2 separate regions of the Mus musculus genome follow, and region 1 is linked to region 2. The links are chromatin contacts, called in public Hi-C maps. All regions are on one chromosome and are shown on one strand. The core of a region is the stretch at or near the end of the contact, and the rest is flanking DNA. Distances in the headings are between cores, read along the strand shown. Region 1 has its middle 39 kb from the start of Sox5os3. Region 2 overlaps 1700060C16Rik (RIKEN cDNA 1700060C16 gene).

Region 1 (5,638 bases), core at 2,372-4,871, 1.1 Mb before region 2:
GGACTGGGTATATGGAACCATTTTATTTGAATAGTCAGTAGCCAGTCAGCAAGATGGACGTAGCTGGGCTTCTGCTTTTCCAGAGGCCAGCACGGACCAGAACACGGTCAATTCAAAAGAAGTGAGCCCCAAAGTCCATAATGAAGATCCTCACATTTTCACCTTGTTTCTGGATGACTCTCCTCTCCAAACATCATTTGCAGACCCTGGGCTGGGAGGTCTGTACTTTAAATAGTTCTGACGCCCCACCCCTGCACTTCATCTTATCTTAGACGAAGCCTGAGAAACAGAAAAGGTGAGATCGGCCAGTGTGGCTGGAAACACTGCAGTCAAGCCTTGTTTGGATGAGCTCGAGGTTCAGAGAGCTGGGCTTCGAACCCACCCATGGAGGCAAACTCAAGCCATGGCAGTCTCAATTTAGGGAGGCAAGAGTCTGAGTTCATGTTGGCACTACTACCACCAGCCAGAAACACCAAGGGAGCTCAGCTTGCTTACATGGTTGTCAGCTATTTTGGGGTCTACCATTGAGACTGGAAAACATGGTAGATTTTTAAAAATAATGCACCCATGCTTTCAATTGAGTGTCCTTGTATTTTTGTGGAATGTTATAAACTTTTAAACTTTCCTTCATGCATATTTTGATAACAACTACTTGTTTTCTCAGACTCCCTGGATTAGATATTGGTTTAAACAGAGACTTCTGAGTGACTTATAACTTAAAACACCCTCTAAATGTCTGTGTCTATATTTTGGAGACATGATTTTAAGAGACCCTAAAGTGATCTCTGGTTGTTTATACTGAGTAGGTAAAGCATTTAGTCTTGTGGGACTGGGCACAGTGGAGCCATTTGGGATGCTCTAGAGTCCTAGTTTAGACACGGTGTTGATGTCACTGAAGTATAAACAATGATTGGTTAAATATTTCTGTAGAAAAATTAGACTATAGAGTAAGTGGCCGAGTTGATTTGAGTAGTTACTGATTTACATTAAGGGGTCCGACTGGAGGCAGAGCTGCAGAGAGAACCAACCCAGAGCCGTAGTAGGTAAAGATGCAGCTTTCTCTTTTCAGTTGTTTGGTTGGAAGGAACTTTGAATCACAAATTTGGGAGACACAGACTCTGGTTAGACAGTCTTGATTATGTTTCCCTTCATTCAGACTGTGGTTTCCCATGGGAGTTCACTTCATTGATCTCACTCTAGGCTCCTTCATACCATGCCTTTTTTAGCCTATTCTTTTTTTTTTTTTTCAGAACTTGCTTTGACATGATCTTAGACTTACAGAAAAGTGACTGAGATAGGCAAGGGTTACTGCACTCTGATGCAGCTTCTGTCTCTGCTTCTTCCTTTATGGGTAGCCACACTCAGTGATCAATTCCCACCATCAATAAGGTGCACCGATTCTATAACTTGCATTAATTCTATAAATCACATAGCTGCTATCAACTTCGTTCATCTTATAAGCATCATTAATTCTATGAGTATTTGCATCATATAGCTGATGAGCTAATAGTGTTTTTATTCATCAATGAGATTGTTCATATTTGACCCTGGGAACTCTTTAGGTTCAATTCCTCTTCTGGTGACCCATTCTCTTTCTCCCACTCCTTCTTCTCTGGTGCAGGTTTTCCAGGATCGCCTCTCTTCTCTGCCCCACCACTGGGGTCAGCCAGGTATTTAATGGTTTCCCTTGGGTTCAGCTCTTTACCAATGCAGATCTTTAGACACTAAAATCTTGCCCTATGAATTTATGAAAAATAACTGGTTTGAGATGGTTTTAAAAAGAAAGAAATATTAAATCAATCAATCAGAGTGTTCAGAGAAATATGAGTCCAGGAAAAAGGCTGTATTTTTAGTCCTGGGTCCCAGGAGCCCTTGGGAGCTGGGATGTTCTTTGTTCTTCCAAGCTGTGAAGAGTTTAGGGAAGTGCAACGAGGTCTTCCCCTAGTTGCCCAGAAATCTTTGCCATCGACTTAACTTTATAAGCAATCCATGGTTTCCCTTCTTCTCCATGTGCCCTATCAGCTAAGACAGACAGCTTGCCAATGAGGAATCCTTTCTTTCCAGCACATTAAGTACAGAAGGAACACAAGCAAAAGTGGAGGCAAAATGCAGCGTATAAAAGGTCCTCTCAGCTAAGAGTGCTCTGTGTTCCTGTTTGGAGGTGAGAAGCCAGCTCCCCCATTCCTCACTGCACATAGATGCATCATCTTCTCCATTTCCAAGAGACTCATTCCTAACAACCAAGTGCGCATCGTGGTGGGAAATAATGCAGATTCAACAAGATCACAACCTCCGTGTGAAAACTGCTCTTAATGAGGTGCTGTGTATGAATTAATTAAATTAGTTTGCCCCTCGTGTGGCAAGCCCTGGTTAGCGTTTAGCTGCTTCCCTAATTTATGTGTGTAAAATCACAGAGCAGCCTCGGCCTTGCTTGTTTTCAGCAAAGAGATGGTCTCATTTGTAGGAAGACATTATCAAGCAGAGGCTGCTGTGGGCCCACCCTCCCAGCTCTGACAAATGAACGGACGTGGGCTGTAGGAGCCTCTGGTACACAGCACATCCTGTGACCGTAGTGGGGGAGGGTGCCTTGGCCGGAGAAGGGTTGCATCTCCAGTTGCTTCTTGTCTAGCGAATAGATAACCAGCTTTTCTGCTTCCTGTTTGTTGGCATGTTGGAGGCTTTTTGATTATCCGTTCTTTTAAAAAAATGCAGGGTATGAATTTAAAGTGAAAAGGATGTGGGATGCTGGTTTCTTTTTGTTGGGAAGAAAGCGAAGATTGTGCGTTCTGTATTGGAAAGGTGGTCGCTAAGAACTCCCAACAATGGATGAAGGCACAATGGTACAACTGGCTGAGAGATGGAGGGTTTGAAAGGCAATATTCTTCAATGTGGGAAAGTAATAAAATGTCAAAATGAACTTCAATAGAAAAGCTGTTCTGTAAGGAAGGGGGTGTGGCTTTTGTGTTGCTGTCAGGGTGCGGGACTTGTTTTCTTTTCATTCTGATAAAACTCTTTTGGCGTATGTTTTTTTTTCCTCCTCAATTCAAACAGTTGATACTAGTGTTAATTTAAACTCCCATGTGTTTACATCCTCAAGTCTTTTGAAGAGAACCCACCCCATTTTTTTTGTTATCTCGGAACTTTTAAGGACAACGTCACCACTTCTAACACACACACACACACACACACACACACACACACACACACACACGGTCCACAGGCTCGTCATTTGGATTAAGAATAAACGAGTGCAGAATAACTCAGAACACCATTAGAGATTTATATTTGTTTCCATGCAGCTACATGATTATTTTGAAAAAAAACAAGTGTTTCTTCTCAGTCACTGACCACGTACTTTGTAAAACACTGCTACAGAGTGGTGCTTGGCACAAAAGGCTGGTGATGGAGGTTCCTGCCAGGCCTCGAATCCACGCTAGAGCTGGACCTAGGATTTCAGGTTCTGACTTCTCTCTGGTCATCAGCTGCTGATCTGCTTGATTTCCTCCGAGAATTTCAGGCCAGAGGAAAGAATGCCAGAGACACATTTCCAAAGAGATGAGTCACCCGGGTGGCTTGACAGAAGGAAAGCTGTGTTTACTTTGCTAGGGTTTTTGAACAGATATGAGAGGAGCAGGTTTCGTCATTATTTTCAACTTGATACTGCACAGCACAGTGCTTTCTGTCCCAACACTTAATGACACTAAGTTCACCATGCTTCCATTCCTGTGACTCCTGGGAGATTTATATTTGAAAATCCAAAAGGTATATGTGTTGTGTGTGTATCAGTGTGTGTATGCTTGAGTGTGAGTGGGTGTATCAGTGTGTGTGTATGAGTATGTGTTTCTCTCTCTGTGTATGTCTGACTGTGTGTATATGCATGAGAGAGAGAGAGAGAGAGAGAGAGAGAGAGAGAGAGAGAGAATATAAGTGAATGTTCTTGAAGATACCGTTAGCAACCTTCATCTGGCATCCTTAAATCGGGCTTCAGGCATTCCAGTACCAGCCTTTGCCTTGGTGTAAAGAACTTGGGGGGGGGGGAGCACTGTTCACAGAAATTTTCTTCTTTCCTTCTTCTTGAAGGCCCCCTAACACCCATCTTGACTGAATTTCTGTATTACTTTCAAAGTCTGTACCCTATACTGTTGGCTTGTGGCACTTTCTTTTCCTAGGAGATACAAGACATTCCTCTCTAACACCTGTAGTATTAGCATTCAGTTTCCCTAATGTTCTTATTTAGTATTTCTGCACCTGTGAGCATCCAAGGTGTTGGGAAGAACAGGGAGTGTCCACATGGCCCTCTGGGGATGAGGAACTAGGAATAGGTGACCAACAAAAATCTATAGATACTAAGTTTAGGCTCATAATATATTGGTTTGAACCCAGAGAACTATGATTGAACTATGCTTAAGGTGAGGAAAGAGACAATGTGGGTCACGAAGGATAAAGGGAGTTGGGGATATCTGGAAGATGCTGTCAAGCTGTAAAGGGAGAAGAGAGGCAAGCAAAGGCACTGGGGCAGAAGATTTATCTCCATGAATTCCCTGTAGAAGAGAAAAGTGTCCAGCTAGCTAAGGAGTCATAGCTGAGAGCTGCGCCCAGAGAGGTCAGCATGCCAGGTCACAGAGGGATTTGTGAACCAGAATAAAGGGTGTTAGTTTCAGTGTCTTGGAACAGGATCAGACAAAGAGTATAAGAATTTGTTTCTCTGAAGGTCATTTAGATCACCGAGATGTTTTGCATAGTCTGTGTTAAGTGGAAGGTCACAAACCCTTTTGAGTAAGAGTTAATCAGCTTCACAGCGGGGCAGAGAGGAGAGGGACAGTAAATATTTGCCGAGTTGTGAAACGGATGGGGCAGTGGGATTCCAAAGAGAATGATTTTAGAGACTTGGGATTCTATTGCAACCGGAAGTTCAGATTACATCCTTCCCTCCTTGCTTGCTTGTTTCGTTTCGAGACAAGCTATGTAGCTAAGAATGACCCTCAACTCCTGGCCCTTCTATCTCCCAAATACCAAGATGGTAGCCATGCAGGGTTGTACAAGGCTTTTTCAAATGCTGGGGCTTGAACCCTAAGAGTATGTAGGCACATGCTAGGTGCTCGACAAGCAGAGCTACCTGCCAGCCATCACACCTTGTTCTTGATGATGCTAGGTGTGTGGATGATGTTTAGGAAGGCTGAGCACAGCTCTAAGCACATAGGGCAGTGATGGGCTTGGGTGAGTGTGGGAGACAGGGCGTGCAGGCTGCGTTCTGTTTCCAGTCTCTGTCACAGACTTCCTTGATCATCGAGATATTATTCCATCTCTCCTAACCATCATTTCCATCCAGGGACAGTGCAGGGCGGGTAAGATCCATCTTATTGATTCCATGTTATTGATTGTGATCAGCTTTTTCTGAAGCTGTCCATCTTGGACTGTAAGAATTGGTGCCTTGCAAAAGACCCAGTTATTTCTTCAGTGCAGGCCAAAGGCTCCCAGTCGCTGCTGATGCAGAGGCCTTCCTAGGTTCTTCTGAAGTGCTGTAATGTTGATCCTCAGCCCTTTTTCATCCCCTTCCTGGGGTTTTAGGATAATGCTGATAGCAAAACAATACAGAGGAGCCTAGCTTTTATTTTACACATCGCACAAAAACCTGTTT
Region 2 (5,688 bases), core at 3,062-5,561:
AAACATAAACTAATGTAATGATGGCCTACACAGAACGCCCTGTTTTCATGAAATAAACCACTAAAAATACTTGTCGCTGTAACAATGCAAACCTGATGATAGTGTGGTTTTTAACCATAGCACACTATTATTTTATTCTGAAAGTTGTTGTTGGCAGAATCTGGTCTCAATAATTACTTTTTTTTTTTTTAAGAAGAAAGAGGAACGATTTTATTACACTCAAATACAGACTCTAAAAATATCAGAGAACCAAGTATACAGGGATCAGACTATTAATAGCTTGAAAAGCTATCAGTTGCTGGGGTGGGACACATGGGTTTTTTACATTGTGAGCCAAAAATCTAGAGTTTTCTGCCGAGAAATACATTTTGAATCCATAACACATTTAAAGGTGAGAAAAGGCTTGTGAACGATTAAAGCCCTTGTTCTTCCACACCCAAAGGAGACATTAATTCTTCCAAGAGTTGTGATACAAATTCTCAGAGCCTTCCATGATGACTGATCTGAGGATAATTAGCCTAAGACCAGACATATAACACAGCACTCTTATGAGATTAGTTAAGAATCGCATGCAAACTAAATTATGGTTTGTTGTTATAATGATAAAACCCCATGTCCTCTTGAGCTAAGCTTAGCACGTGGGGAGAGAGGGCTTCTCTGCACACGGACATGCTGTTCATTTCCGGGGGGAGGGGCTTCTCTGCACACAGACTCACTGTTCATTTCCGGTATCTATTTGAGAATCACCTTGGCCTCTATGCTACTTTTTGGTGTGAAGTTTCAACTCCCTTCCCTAGCCCCATAAATCTGACAGCACAAGAAATATTAAAGGGCTTTTGCTGATGTCTTTAAAGAGAAGACAGGAGACTTCATAAACAAGTTGGGGAACATTAGGCATTGATTCCAATGAGGGGCCAATTGTAGGTCTGACCATTGACACGCAAGCACACACACACACATGCATGCGTCTGTGCGTGAGCATGCATGTGAAGGCCAGAAGTTGATTCCGAGTATCATTTTCAGTAGCTCCCCATACTTCTTTTCAAGCCAGTGTTTCTCAGTGAGCTTGCTGCTCACCAGTTAGCTGAACTGGACAGGCAGCAAACCTCAGGGACTCCAACTCCCTGCCAGCTCTGAAATAACAGGGGTGCACCTCCATGCCCTGCATTTTATACGGCTTCTGGGGCTCTGAACTCAGATCCTTGTTCATGAATGGCAAGCACTTTTCCAAATGTTAAGAGCACATTTACATTTATTTTTAAATCAAGATTCAACTTGCACACTGTAAAGAATATATTTATTGTACGTCTTAATATATACTTACATAAGCTATCTGCACAGTCTCTGTCAGGATCCTGAGCATCTCCCCCCACTCTTGTCTGTTTGCTTCAATACTGTCATCTCTAGCCCCCTAAACCTGTTTAATCTGCTCCTGGATATAAATCAAATACTTTGTAGTATCCTAATTTTTTTCACTCAGCATAAGGCACACAGATCTCATTGTTGTTTAATGTATTCGTTAATTTTCATTCTTATTCAGCTTTAGATGGTTTACATGTAATACGATTTGTTTATTGTATTTTAATGTATTTATATTTTATTATATTTGGATTATTTCCAGACATTTGCTGTTGTTAATAATGTTAACATAAACATTCTTCTATTTATCTCTGGGTAAAACATAAGCACTTATTTTTCTGGAATACATAATCAGAAGTGGAATTTCTGTGACACGTAGGATAGTGTGTATCTGTGTGTACTAGATTCCTTCAAGCGATTCCTTAAGACAGTTATAACTTAGGGACTATGTTGTACTATGTTGCCAGCAATAAATGAGTTTCTCCTGGTTTCTAAGCCACACAGATAGTAGGATTTGTCTGTTTTAATTGTGACATTTTTGCCCACTTGCTGAAGGAAGTGCATTACGATCTTATTTATTTTGCATTGCTCTGTTGGCTCATGATACTGAGCGTATCTGTATGTGTGCTGTATTCTTAAATCTCAATCACCAAGTTCTTCTTTGTTTCTGTACTGGCTGATTTTATGTGTCAACTGGATACAGACTGGAGTTATCATAGAGAAAGGAGCGTCCGTTGGGGATGTGCCTCCCTGAGATCCAGCTGTGGGGCATTTTCTCAATTAGTGATCAAGGGGGGAAGGGCCCCTTGTGGGTGGGACCATCTCTGGGCTGGTATTCTTGGTTCTATAAGAGAGCAAGCTGAGCAAGCCAGGGGAAGCAAGCCAGTAAAGAACATCCCTCCATGGCCTCTGTATAAGCTCCTGCTTCCTGACCTGCTTGAATTCCAGTCCTGACTTCCTTTGGTGATGATTAGCACTATGGAAGTGTAAGCTGAATAAACCCTTTCCCCCCTAACGTGTTTCTTGGTCGTGATGTTTGTGCAGGAATAGAAACCTAAGACAGTTTCTTTCGCATGTTGTTTTCTAGGTCCCCAGTTGCATGTAGGATGTGGCATGTACCAGGCAAGAACTCTAAGCTGCACTTCCCTTCCCATTTGTATTTTCTGTTTTTGAGATAGGTTATCTCTAAGTTGCCTAAGCTGGCCCTGAACATAAGCTCTTCCTGCCTCAGCCTCCAGAGTAGCTTAGATTACAAATTTATACAGCCTGATACATCAATATTTTTTCCCTCTGTGTAACAGCCCTGGCTATCCTGGAACTTGCTTTGTAGACCAGGTTGGCCTTGAACTCACAGAGGTCTGCCTGTCTCTGCCTCCTGAGTGTCGGGATGAAAGGCATGGGCTGCCACCACCACCCAGGTAGTGATCCAATTTTGAAAAATTTACTTATGTATGTATTTATTTAAATGTAGGCATGCTCTGTCTGGATGTACACCTACAGGCCAGAAGGGGCATCAGATCCCTTTATAGACAGTCGAGAGGTTGCTGGGAATTGAACTCAGAACCTCTGGAAGAGCAGCCAGTGTTAACTGCTGAGCCATCTCAGCAGCCCTAGTGGTTCAATTTTAAATAAACTACTAATTTTTAATAAACATTTTAAAAGATTAATAATATGTCTACATATTAAAATAACAAGCTTATCTTGACTTTAAGAAGTAGTAAAAGAGTTAAAATGAGTATTAAGAGAAGAAATGTATTTTAATCCTTAAGGGTAGACATATTTTAACTGCCTATTCTTGATAAACACAAGAGCTGGGTGTATTGCTTTCCCAAGACAATATGTGGTACTTGGGATAGACTATGGTGCTGAGAAACAGCCTATGAGTAAATGCATGGATGACATCACCAGTGATCAGCATAGTTACTTCTACTTAACGGTATATACATTAATAACTACTGATAAGCTTTGTTTCCCATATGCTATTGCTGATTTGAGCTCTTCTTCAGAGACTCATGTGCTGAAAGGGTGTTAGCACCAAGGCATTTTGACATTCAAGAGGTGAGGTCTATGGTTAGCTAGATGATTCAGCGGATAAAGTTGCTTGCTGCCAAGCCAGAGGACCTGAGTTGGATTCCTGGGACCCAGGAAGCAGAGAACTTACTTCTGTAACTTGTCCTGAGGTAGGAAAACATATAGATCAGGTTGGCCTGTGTACTTCTCTGCAGGGGACAGCCTTGGGTGTAAATCAACATAGAAAGTCATACAGCCCATCATGGTGACACCATTCCCTAAGCAGGGAACCCTGAATTATATCAGACAGAAGTCAGCTAGATGAGAGAGACCCAGTTAGCAAGCAGGAATGTATGTGCTCTCTCTGCTCTTGGCTTCTTCTCACTAAGGATTGTGACCTGGAAGTAGAAGATAACAGAATTCTTCTCTCCTGGGCTGCTTTTGGCCAAGGCATATTATCACAGCAATAGTAAGCAAACTAGAAGAGACACCAAGATTCAGAGAAAACTTAACCTTTGTAAGAATGGGAACTGCAAATGTCCCTGATGAAAACCAGGCCCTGAGTCAGAGACAGATTCCTAGTGGGTGGGGTCTGTTTCCAAGTCATCTGGTGCTGGAACGCTGACTGGGACACAATGGAGAGCCAACCAAAGATATAACTCAGACAGGGAAAGTTCGCTGGTCTCTAAAAGAGGGCACAGAAGTCTGAATACATGGACACGGGGTCCACAGATGAACAACTTCTCCTTCTCTCTTTCAGTTTCCCCAGTTGTAAAATAAAGGGTTCATCCGTGGGTTCTCTGGAGCCTCCTAGTTCCAACTGTCTCTTGATCCCCCAAAGGAAACAGCTTTTCTGAGGAATTTGGTGTCTCCGTCCCAGGTCAGGATGACCTGAGTGTAGAGCTCATCCCAGGCCCCAGAAGGTTCACATCCCTTTAGACTTCATCCAGACAGTCTGACTCGTGGGTTAGCCTAGCCCCTAACTGCTCTCCTCACAGGCTGAGATGAAACATGAAATCCCAGGCTTCCGTGGAAAGAGAGCCCAAATCCAAAACAACAATGCACCTTGGATACAAGCAATGTTTTATTCTAGAAATAGAAAATGTCCTCTAGCTTAGTTATAATTTCTGCAATCTGTTCTGCCAATTGTGTGTGTGTGTGTGTGTGTGTGTGTGTGTGTGTGTGTGTGTGTGTGTGTTTTGTAAAACTGCTATTCAGAATTCTTTGGGCCAAAATGAAAATCTAGTCTGTTTCTAATAGCTTGATAATTTTGATGGGATGTGTCATTTAAGAGCTAATGAAGGGTGGGCAAAGTGGCCCAGATGGGTAAAGGTGTTTGCTGCCAGGACTGGTGATCTGAATTCAGTTCCTGAATCTAATATTGTGGGGGGAGAGAAGTGACTATGGGTGATTCCCCTATGTAAAAGAGAAATGACATAGTTCATAGTGCCATGACCACTGTTTCTTCTTTGAAAATCCCCCTGAATTTTCCAGAATGGAAGCCCTTATTCTATAACCCAGGATGTTTGATAGAGTATATTAATTATTTTGCCTGTAAAAAGATTAGCTTTTAAATGTCACTTATCAGAGTTATTAGTAGAAGAGACTCAGTATATTGTCCAATAAGCAAACTTGGTCTCTGACAGAACAAGAAAAACATGAGTGACATGTCAGTATGTAACCAAAGCAAGGAAGGAGCCCAGGATGGGAGGGAAGAGGGAGGGTGGATGCCCAGTTTGTAGGATGAAAAGTATACTTTTGGGTTCTGTTGATAATCTTATATTATAAACAACGAGTTTTACGTGTGTGTGTGTGTGTGTGTGTGTGTGTGTGTGTGTGTGTGTGTGTGTACGTGTGTATGTGTGTGTGTGTATGTGTGTGTGTGTATGTGTGTGTATGTGTGTGTGTGTGTGTGTGTGTGTGTGTGTGTGTGTAGCTCACAGCAAAGATGCCACAGCCATCACTGTTCATCTTAAAACTTAATCTCTGACCCCAGATGATGAAAGAAGAGCTAGGTGACGTCTACAGGGCATAACTGAACAGAACTTTGAAAGGCATCACTTAGAATCTCAAACCACCCTTCACTGAGCTTGGTCCTCATCTCAGCCATAAGCATTCCTAATCTGAAAATCCGCAATGTTCCAGCACCCCTCAGTTCTTTGAACAGTAATGACTCAAAATCCCATCTCTGACCTCGTGTGACAGACCAGTCAGAGTGCAGGTGCTGTAATAATGGTGTTTAAAATTATCTCCAGCCTATTTGAATGAGGCATATATAAAACATGAACTTCACCAATCAGCCCCTGGGGAACATTTCAC

Evidence for each region. Hi-C and Micro-C count contacts between places; a contact is called where the count stands out from the background.
Region 1: a Hi-C map of uterus shows a contact between it and region 2, with 4 times the contacts expected there. The contact joins two enhancer-like sites. A contact is called at or near these places in 2 of 484 Hi-C or Micro-C datasets (myocytes and uterus).

What each region holds. Positions count from the first base shown.
Region 1 is chr6:144,708,949-144,714,586 of GRCm38.p6, reverse strand. It overlaps a transcript of Sox5 not described here. Among named protein-coding and RNA genes, the nearest start is that of Sox5os3, 39 kb to the right of the region's middle. Within about 2 kb of position 3,621, at least 62 of the 459 cell types and tissues checked have an H3K27ac peak or open chromatin away from gene starts, as enhancers often do. A contact at or near this core is called in uterus, where this site is marked.
Region 2 is chr6:143,621,179-143,626,866 of GRCm38.p6, reverse strand. All of the region lies in intron 2 of 1700060C16Rik (RIKEN cDNA 1700060C16 gene), which reads left to right. Among named protein-coding and RNA genes, the nearest start is that of 1700060C16Rik, 27 kb to the left of the region's middle. Within about 2 kb of position 4,311, at least 15 of the 459 cell types and tissues checked have an H3K27ac peak or open chromatin away from gene starts, as enhancers often do. A contact at or near this core is called in uterus, where this site is marked.